Linked DNA regions of Sus scrofa: region 2 is linked to region 1. Evidence: chromatin contacts called from public HiChIP or PLAC-seq data. All regions are on one chromosome and are shown on one strand. Each heading gives the region's core, a stretch centred on a gene start, on an enhancer-like site or on the middle of the called end of the contact. The rest is flanking DNA. Distances are from core to core; before and after follow the strand shown. Region 1 has its middle 540 kb from the start of CITED2. Region 2 has its middle 50 kb from the start of CITED2.

Region 1 (5,054 bases), core at 24-2,523:
TTCTCCTCTACATCACTGCAGTTTTCTAAACAATGTAGGTATTTCACTATTGACTAAGCTTTTTAAAAATTTTGTTTCTTTCCTGTTTTTAGAAGTGACACAGGTCATCAAAACAGAAAATATGAAGAAAATAAAAACCTTCCCCAAATAACCATGGGTTAACCAAGGCAATAAACTGAAAAGTCAGTATATACAAACTTGTGAAATACTTCAAAATTGGGAAGCTAGCCAAAGCATCAATGAGGCAATCTGATGGCTGTGATGCAAATGAAAAACTCAAATGACTCCTCACATTCATCTTTACCAAGAAAACCATTAGGAACTCTTTCACTTCCCGTTTTACTTATGAGGCTTATCCTTAAGAGTGATACAGGCAGAGACTTTAAAAACATATATTGCTATGAAGTAGACAATGCTTCTATGAAATCACCCACAGCTGCCCAGCTAGTTATAGAAAGAAATGTGCTCAGGGTGGAAGGGAGGAATGTGTGGCCAGAGACTTTATTTGATATGATTGAAAAGTAACCCAGCTGAGTAATGAGATGTATAGACTGTAGCCAGGTAGCAATTTTGACACTCTTCAGTTGTGTCATTCAGATGACGTAGTCTTTCTTTGCTACAGTCTCCTCATCATCAAAAAGGGAAAAATGGTATTACTATCTTTCTGATAAGGTCTCATAAGGTCTCATAAGTTCTCATATCGCTCATGAGGATTACATAAATTAATTTTAGTAAAACACATAAAGTATTTTGATTAGAGTCTGGTGTTTATTTCTGTGCAGATTTTTTTTTTTTTGTAGACTTAATTTTTTTTTTTTTTTTTTTTTGTTTAGAGCAGTTTAAGTTCACAAGAAAATTGAATGGGAACTACAGAGAGTTCCCATAGCCCACTGCATACACGGTGTCACCTCAGCCTCCCAGAGCGTCCTCCACCAGAGTGGTACCATTTGTTACAACTGATGAACCTACATTGACAGGTCATTTTCACCCAAAGCCTTAGGTTGCATTAGGGTTCACTCTTGCTGTTGGACCTCCTGTGGGTTTTGGCATATGTATATTGGCATGTATTTTAATAATAAAAAGTAGTTTGGGTGTTAGGGACTAGATTGTTACATTTTTGTTACAAATAGAAGGAAAGTTGCGGGATTGTTAGTGAAATTTCTTTCTGTAAGGAAACTGGTATTTTTCCCTTTCGTCCCTTCTCCACCCACTGGAAGTTGTGATGAGGCAGTTGTTTAGTGGTTAACATGCATGACCTAATGGGGAAAAAAATGTGGTTTCTGTAGGAGGAAATCATGACAGATGAACCATCATGGTTCTTTGTAAGGTCATGCCAAAGGGGAAAGAAGTAGATAAAATTTAAATTTTAGAAAAAGTCAAAGTCTTTATGTTAGTGAAGATAACATTTTAGTCTTATGGTATTTTGTAGAAGGCTAATGATGTTCTGCTGAATTGCTTGTGGTGAATTCTAACACAAATGAAATTTATTATTTAGGAGAAAAAGGAATGATGGCATGGAACTCATTGCCCAGAAGGCTGAAAACATAAATTAGTGTAAGGTCAATTTAAGTAAATTCATAAATTATTGATTGATATTAATATATAGAAGAGGGAGATTTGCTCACTTCCACCCTAGTGTAGATACCTGTATAAATATAACCAATATCTATGTCTTTCACAGAGATACTGCTCAACAGTCTATAGGGTTAACCTACAGAATGTGCCATCTTTCAGTTGGCTGGAGCAAGACCATACAGAAATAGGCCTGATTAAGATAGTGCTCTAAAAAGGAATCTGCTATCAAAAGGGGTTTGGGTTCTTCTGAATATCAAAGTCTTGACTCTATTGGATAAGAGAAAGTGATTATATATTCATAAAACCAAAACCTAAGGAAATCTTTAATAAATGAATACAGAAAACCAGAAAAGGATTAAACGTAAATCACTGACTCCATAATATGGAATAACCCCATCTATTGGGCTAAGCTCACCTATGTGGCTGCCCGAGGCATGGGAAGTTCCTGTGCCAGGGATCAAACCTGTGCCACAATAGTGACCAGAGTGATGACAGCAGGATCCTTAACCTGCTAGGCCGCCAGGGAACTCCATAAGTTCCCCTACTCTTGACCTTATAGTACTCCATGATCTCACTCTCTTGTCCATTAACATACTCTCTTGTAACTGTTTATCTAAAATGGAAGTCTTCTTTAGACCTGGAAAAGTTCATAAATTCATTCAGAAAATATTTGTTGAGCATCTACTTGCCAAGTCTAAAAGTGAGCAATAAAGACAAAGCCCATGCCCTCCTCTAGCTAAAAGAGAGTAAATCCTGGTTGAAAGAATGAAAGAGAATTATGTGCATGTTATAAACTTGACAAGCATAAATATAACAGATACAAGATGTTCTGTGATGAAGTTCTGAGATGCCTCATCTATCTCTCTCAACCGAGCTTGCAGGGAAGACCCTTACCCCGTCTGTGTTCTGTTACAGTCCGTTTCTTTTCCTGCCTTGTCCAGTAGGCACACACCTGTGGTGCAGGAGGAGAGCACGTGTATGCGCTTTTGTGTACTTCTCTATTTCATTGTACGTGAATGGGAATTGACCAGGTATTGGAACTTTTCATTACTACTTGTATCACTTTCTTGGCCTTTCCGTCTGCAAGTGCTCAAGGTTTAATATGTTTTCCTTTTAACACTGTGTTGCTGAGGAGGCTGTGTGACATGTGCCTCGTTTGCTTTCCATGTTATCTCTAGAAATGTAGGTCTCTTTCTTGTGAATATTGTGCCCTGGGTGTCCTCCTGTTCGGCAGTATGGGCAAAAGAGGGCAATTTAAACACCTTTGGACTAAGAGAATCACTTCCTGACTGATGGAAGTCTCAGAAGGAACATGGTGGAGGAGCTTAGGCACCAGGACTCTGCCTGTGTAACTTTATTAAACCCACTGTTACCCTCTCTCCTCCCTCCAGCCCTCTGGGATTTAAAAATGGTGTTCCCATTTAACTCTTCTATGCCCAGTAGTGTATGGAGTACGCTACCAATGTCTGCAATGAAATCTTGTGCTTTCTGGATAGTTGTTTGATCGGTTATGTCATGTCTTATTAAAAATATGTCTATAATTTTAAAAAGGAAAAGAGAGAAAGGAGGGAACAAAACCGTATTTCAGAGGTATTGTGCTGGTTGCTTTAGTTTTTTATTCTTTTATTTAAACATCATAATTAATATTTCCTTATAATTTATATTTAAAGAAAACAAAACCCGAGGTTCAGAGAGGTCAACTAATTTATAACACACTGTGTGGCTGGGAAGTAAAACCACATCATTTCTGCCCCAGAGCCAGTGATCTTTCTACTTGAATTATTTGCATCATTGCCATGCTTTTTTTTAAATTTGGTGTGGAAGGATCGGGATTTATTAACCACTATATGCACATTTTTAAAAAGAAAGAGCTGATGTTTAAATTCATAAATATTTGTTTTTGAATATACTGAGACAGTCTTTTTGTTCTCTTTCACCTAACCTTTCTTTCACATCTTAATTGCACATTTTTTTTTTTTTACTGAGGCAACAAATTCCTTCCTCTTTAGATCTGTGCCCCACAACAACCCAGAGCCCAGAACATAAACAAAGACACATTTGGAAGCTCCTGCAGAGACCTATATCCAAGATCAGCAGATCCTGCAATTTGCTGTTTCCTCCTCCTCCCCTCTGCCCAGATGGGGCCTTATGTAAGCCTCCCTGAGGCGATGCATGTAGGTTTTAGGGGAGAGGACTGAAAACCAAACCGTGGTTGGTGTCATTAGTATTAGATGACTCTAATGACATAAGTGGGTAATATTTAACATTTAGTAAGCTCATTTATAGGATTCTAAATATTAACAGATGAGTGCTATTGACACAGTTTGATACCAATACTTTGGAATTCATGACATGTAAAAGAAGAGGGAGTAAATCTGCCAGAGCATCTTTTCAACTTTTTAGGGTAATTGGGAATCCTGAAACCATTAAAGCATCTGTGAATTTCCTGTATTTGCTCTGCTTTGCTCTCGAATGTCCACAAAGCTGGGGACATCATATAGAAAGGGGTTTAGAAGTACAGCTTTTCTTTTAACATCTGAAACTTGCTATAGCATGTGCTGCTGTTTCCAGGCAGTTTAGAATCATTAAAGCAAAAGCCATATAAATCCAGCTTCCTATTTTCACATTTCAGAAATCTATATAAAGTGCTGCAAACAAAGAGATGTTCACCATGTGAGTACTTTTTCCTTTAACATGAAAATCTCCCTTAATCGGGAGGTTCAAAACCTTCCCCAAATGTCTTCAGCTTTGTTCATCTTTTCCACCGCTTGACTGGTTTTTAAAAGTTTCATGGCCATTTTTGGTTACAATTTATTATTTGAAGTTATTTTCCAAGAGCAGGAAATTTCTTTGTAAGAAGCATTTGAAACAAACTTAATGTGCAAAACAAACATATCACAGACCAGTAGAGACAGTTCCTAAGCAGACTGTGTTCTAAAAGTTTGCCCAAAGAATGCTGTTTGGAGGCTGGAACTTATTTTCCACAGAAACATTATAAATGGTTTTTAAGTTCCAAGGTCAGTGTTTTGAGGCCACGTGACCTATGGAGTAGCTCTACTGTGGAACTGTATTACTCATAGTGTTTTGTGGTAATTTAGGATACTATTATGGTAACATCACCTATTAGGACATTGGATATAGAGCTTCTGGACAGCATCATAAACATGATAGTATCATCCAGCTCCAGACACAATGAAATTCTCATTATTCCTCCCATTATTCCCATCATGATGGGAAATATTGCTAGGGCATTGCTCATACATTCCTCCTCTACCTTTAATGAAGTTGCACCCTGCTTCTCTTGGGCTCTGTGTATCTGCCTTTTTCCCATCTCTACTCCCAGTCAGTGTTAGGGTCTAGGATTCTATAATACACTGGGCAACTAACTGTGATTTGGTAAAATACTTACGTCGTTCTAATACACATTCGGGGTGGAATATGTCCAATAAAAGGTATCCTGGTCCCTCTTATTTCATCAA
Region 2 (4,917 bases), core at 1,784-4,283, 480 kb before region 1:
ACTTACAGTTTTTTGAGGAACCTTCTCATTGTTTTCCATAGTAGCTGCACCAACATACATTCCCACCAGCAGTGTAGGCACATCTCTATCACATTTGACATGATTGGCCACATCCTCCTCTTTGACATTCTCTCCTCTCCTGGCCTCTGTAAGCTTTTGCACTGATAGTTTTCTTTCCATCTCCTTGGATGCACATCAGATCAATGGTCACTCTTTTCTTTCAGCCCATCCTTTAAATGTCAGTGTAACTAAAGGTGTTGTCTCCTGCTCTCCTCTGCTTCACTTCATTCATATGCTGGTGGTGATGGTTTTCTTGACTCACGACTGACACTCTCAAGAACTGGAATGGAGTGCAGGTGGGGTGGAAGGAAACACATTGGAGAATTTCAATAGGATGGTATAAGCAGTTGGAAAAAGGTCCCTGGGTAATTCTGACAGTCTTTTTTTCTTTCTGCTTTGAGTACGATTTGCCTATAGATGCTGATGATTATATTCCTGGCCAAACTCTCTTTTGCCTTTTTTTTTTTTTTTTTTTTTTTTTAAGGCCCACACTTGAGGCATATGGAAGTTCCCAGGCCAGGGGTCAAATTGAATTGGAGCTATAGCTACCAGCCTATGCCACAGCCACAGCAACGCTACATCCAAGCCACATCTGTGACCTATACCACAGCTCATGGCAATGCCAGATCCTTAACCCACTGAGCGAGGCCAAGGATTGAACCTGCATCCTCATGGATACTAGTCGGATTCGTTTCTGCTGCGCAACATTGGGAACTCCTCAAACTGTCTTTTGAACTGTGGTTCTACTGTACGGTTTCCTGTAGGAGTTTTATGTTGGCTGTTTCACCAGAACTGTACTCAAGTGTCCCAAATCTAACCTACTAGTGCCTGTATCCCCCTACCCAGGTCAGGAGGAGTGTGGCTGTAGCCTCTGTTCCTCCTCTCCCATCTCATCCTTCACTTCCCATGGCCTCTAGTCAACCTCCAAACACTTCAAGTGATATCTTTTAAAAATTCCTGGAATATGCCTACTTCCTTCTGCTGCAAGTCATGATACCATCATCACTCCTAAATTACTGCAGCAGGTTACTGCAGCATGCTTCCAGTCTTAAGCTCTTGATGGACATTCCCCATATAGCCATTACAATAATTTTTCTGTAGTACAAATCTGGTTGTGTAACTCATGGCCAATAGGTAAAGAGAGGGGATGGTATGTGAAGTTGTCACCAGGACCCTGCTTACTTACTAGCCTCATCTCCTCCCGATCCCACCCTATCTTCCCCTTGTGCTCTATGCTTGAGTCATACTGCACATCTTCCCCAGTTGTGCAGTGCTCAGCCTCAGTCCTTGCCTGGTTAACTCCTTCTCTACCTGTGCCTTTGAACTTCAAGTATCCATCTGGAAAGTTTTTCCTGATCCTCTTCCTCATTTGCCTCCCTCTCCCTTGGGTGTAAGTTCTCTTACACAACCCTACTAGAGTGTAAATGCTCTTTGAGGAACAAGACAGTTGTTCAACATCATTTTATACTCAGAGCCTGGAACATAGCAGATATACAGTTTGTATTTGTTATATAAATCATGGGTGCATAATGAATTGCTATTTCTCAGAAGAAGAAATAGAGGTCAACTCACATGTCTAATAATGACACGGTGAGTCTTCTAGGATTATTTCAGATAAATTATCTATCTATGGTTAGAGAGACCCTATAGATATAGACAAATTGGGATTGAATCTTTATAGCATGAGATGTTTTACAGGCTTTTCTATTTTTCTGTTTTGCTACAGAATGGTAGTGCTCAGTGACAGTAAGGGAATGAAGAGCCAATGTGGCTCACAGGACAGGGATGCTGCAGGGAGAAGTGACCTGGCATTCAGGGCCCCAGTGCCAGCTCTCTGTGTGCTTTTCTTTCAGCACTTTCCTCCTCTCAGACTCAGCCTTCCTCTCCATAGAATATGTGGGTAGAATAGGTGATGTTTAAAGTTCTGTCTAACTCTGTAGCTCTATTATCCTGTATATGTCACAGTGCCCTTTAAGCTACTTCCTCCTTAAAAAGCTCAGTGAGCAACCAGTGAAATGTGCCAGGAAGTATGGTGTGTCCTGAAGCTTGGCACAAGAAGCTTGGCACAACAAGCTTGGCACAGGTCTCCTGTATGGCATAGAACTGAGAGGCATGCCTGGTTGGTGTCAGATCAAGAGATTTCCCCCAATTCCTGGCCTTTCATTGGTAGTGAAGACTCCTATTGCCATTAGTCCCTGTCTAAACACACACTCACCTAATGGTGTGGAGGACCTAGTAATAGGTGGACATAGTTCAAAGTGTGAAAGGTCTCACTGATGTCTCACACAACCAGCCTGTCCTAAGGTATGAACTGGATAGTTTGTCCCTACACATGTCTACAAAAAGTTCCCCAACCACATCTTCTAATGAGGAAAGCATACCCAGGCAGGTGCATGTTCATTTCCACAGAAGAGCCCCCTTACCCTCTTTGCCACCAGTTGCAGTTTATTGGATTGGGTGGCATCTGTCACAAGCACATCCAAACTGTAGGCTAGTTAAAAACCCATGGCATGACCTCATACACAAAAAAACATGAGCTGCAATCAAGCTCTTGAACTGGGAAATACTGCAAGAAAGGGGCAGCTAACCCCATTCATTCTAGTGGTGGAAATAGTAGCTGAAAAGACACCGGGGAGGAGCCTTGAGGTAAAATTAGAACTATGAGGAGTCATGGCAATCTGAAGTGATGAGGAGGCAGAAACTGGAGTTGGCAAAAATTAAGAGGTTATCCTTAAGCATAGAAGTCCCTGCAGGATGAGATATATGGTTTGGAGAAAAGAATAAGCAGGTCAGAAAGAAGTGAACACAGTGGATAAGGAGAGGAAGACCACAGGTTCAAGCCCACATGCTTGTGTTGGTCTGGAAGGCTGTCTCAGAACTGCTCAATCTTCTGGTCCAATTTCATGCTTAGGAAGGTCTGTCCCAACCACAGTTCCTGTTCTTATTTCTGAGAGGTTCTTTCCCCATTTTGTATCCTTACAGCAACCACCTCTTCCTCATTTCTCTCTGGTAACTGGAAGAGCCTAACACAGACACCCTTATGGTAGGACTCTGGAACTCTTGACTCACTGCTCTGGTCATTGCTAGGGTGTTCCAGTGTTCAAGTTTCCAGATGGTTTTTTTCTCCACATTCATTTTATGTTTTCATTTCTACAGCACAGCTCCTTAAATAAACAACAATCAAATTCCCATACATTGATCCTTAAGGAAATATTTAAATTGGAGTTCCATAATTTGGAATTTAAGAACCCTAAGGAAACTCTGGATGGTCTTCAAGGAGGTCTGTAGACCCTCTGAAATTATATGAGTGAAAGTGTGTATATGCGTTTGGTACTTTTTTTTTTTTTTTTTTTCACTTTGCTTTGCTTTTTAGAGCCACATCTGCAGCATATGGAGGTTCCCAAGCTAGGGGTTGAATCAGAGCTGTAGTCGCCGGCCTGCACCACAGCCACAGCAATGCCAGATCCAAGCCACATCTGCAACCCACACCAACAGCTCATGGCAACGCCGGATCCTTAACCCACTGAGCGAGGCCAGAGATCGAACCCACGTCCTCATGGATCCTAGTTGGGTTTGTTAACCACTGAGCCATGAAGGGACCTCCTGTTTTGTTTTTTTATGGCTGCACCCATGGCATATGGGGCTTCCCAGGCTAGGGGTCTAATCGGAGCTGTAGCCACTGGCCTACACCACAGCTGCAGCCATACCATATCCAAGCCATGTCTGCGACCTATACCACAGCTCACGTCAATGCTGGATGCTTAACCCACTGAGTGAGGCCAGGGATCGAACCTGTGTCTTCATGGATGCTAGTTAGATTCATTTCCAGTGAGCCATGGTGGGAACTCCCCCCACCTTTTTTTTTTTTTTTTTTTTTTTTTTTGGTGAGGAGAGTTTCTCTAACTGTAACCAGATTCTCTGAGTGATCCATAATACCCTACAAGTTAAAGATGACTAGTTTATCACTGGAATATGTGGGCCAAGAGCTAAGACTCTACAATCAGAATTGTAGCTGAAATCTCAGCTGTACCCCTTACCATCAGGATGGTCTTAAATATTTGCTTTACCTCTACCTCTTATATTATTTGTGCATGAAGTGAGTCTAATACCAATAGTGCATACATGTAGGAATGTTGTGAGGATTAAAAGAGATAACAGACATAATATGCTTAGCACAGTTCCTAGCATATAGCAAATTCTAAGTGATGGTATGATTTTCATTTTATTTAAGAAATATAAATGCATTTGTTTCCTCATTGTTATATGTTTTCAAATTCTTTATTATTGAGGGCAACTTTTGGGGAGGTGAGAAAATTATGAAACTAGAGGACAAGATCAGTAAACAAATACAACTTTTCAAAAATAGATTTTTTTTTTTCTTCCTTTTTTGGCCACCCTGCAGCATATAGAGTTATCAGGCCAGGGGAGGATTGGCACTGTAGTTGCAACCTAAGCAAGGATTGAAACTTAAGCTGCAGCTGCTGCAATGCCAGATTCTTAACCCACTGTGCCAGGCTAGGGATTGAACCTATGTCCCAGCGCTCCCAAGACGCTGTCTATTCCATTGTGCCACAGTGGGAGCTTCTCAAAAATAGAATTTTTATTCTCTAGTGAAGCATAGCAGAAAATGCTGTTAAATGGGCATGCATATTTTATAAAGTTTACAAATGTATAACGTACTGATAAACTAAATGGATCTGTTTTTATACAGATGAGCATAATTTTATATATTACCATAATCAGTAATAAAAATTAGATGAATTAAAAAGTCAACTGCTTGTACGTTAGTGAAATACTGAAATGAATAGAGTTTTCACTTAACCTAAGAATTATTACCATTTAATATACACACATTTA

Evidence for each region. HiChIP or PLAC-seq counts read pairs in DNA pulled down with a chosen protein or histone mark.
Region 2: an H3K27ac HiChIP or PLAC-seq map of alveolar macrophages shows a contact between it and region 1. The contact joins two enhancer-like sites. A contact is called at or near these places in 1 of 47 Hi-C or Micro-C datasets (skeletal muscle) and 1 of 2 datasets of contacts at active chromatin or transcription factors (alveolar macrophages).

What each region holds. Positions count from the first base shown.
Region 1 is chr1:24,616,305-24,621,358 of Sscrofa11.1, reverse strand. No RefSeq gene overlaps it. Among named protein-coding and RNA genes, the nearest start is that of CITED2, 540 kb to the left of the region's middle. Within about 2 kb of position 1,273, at least 4 of the 83 cell types and tissues checked have an H3K27ac peak or open chromatin away from gene starts, as enhancers often do. A contact at or near this core is called in alveolar macrophages, where this site is marked.
Region 2 is chr1:25,103,032-25,107,948 of Sscrofa11.1, reverse strand. No RefSeq gene overlaps it. Among named protein-coding and RNA genes, the nearest start is that of CITED2, 50 kb to the left of the region's middle. Within about 2 kb of position 3,033, at least 3 of the 83 cell types and tissues checked have an H3K27ac peak or open chromatin away from gene starts, as enhancers often do. A contact at or near this core is called in alveolar macrophages, where this site is marked.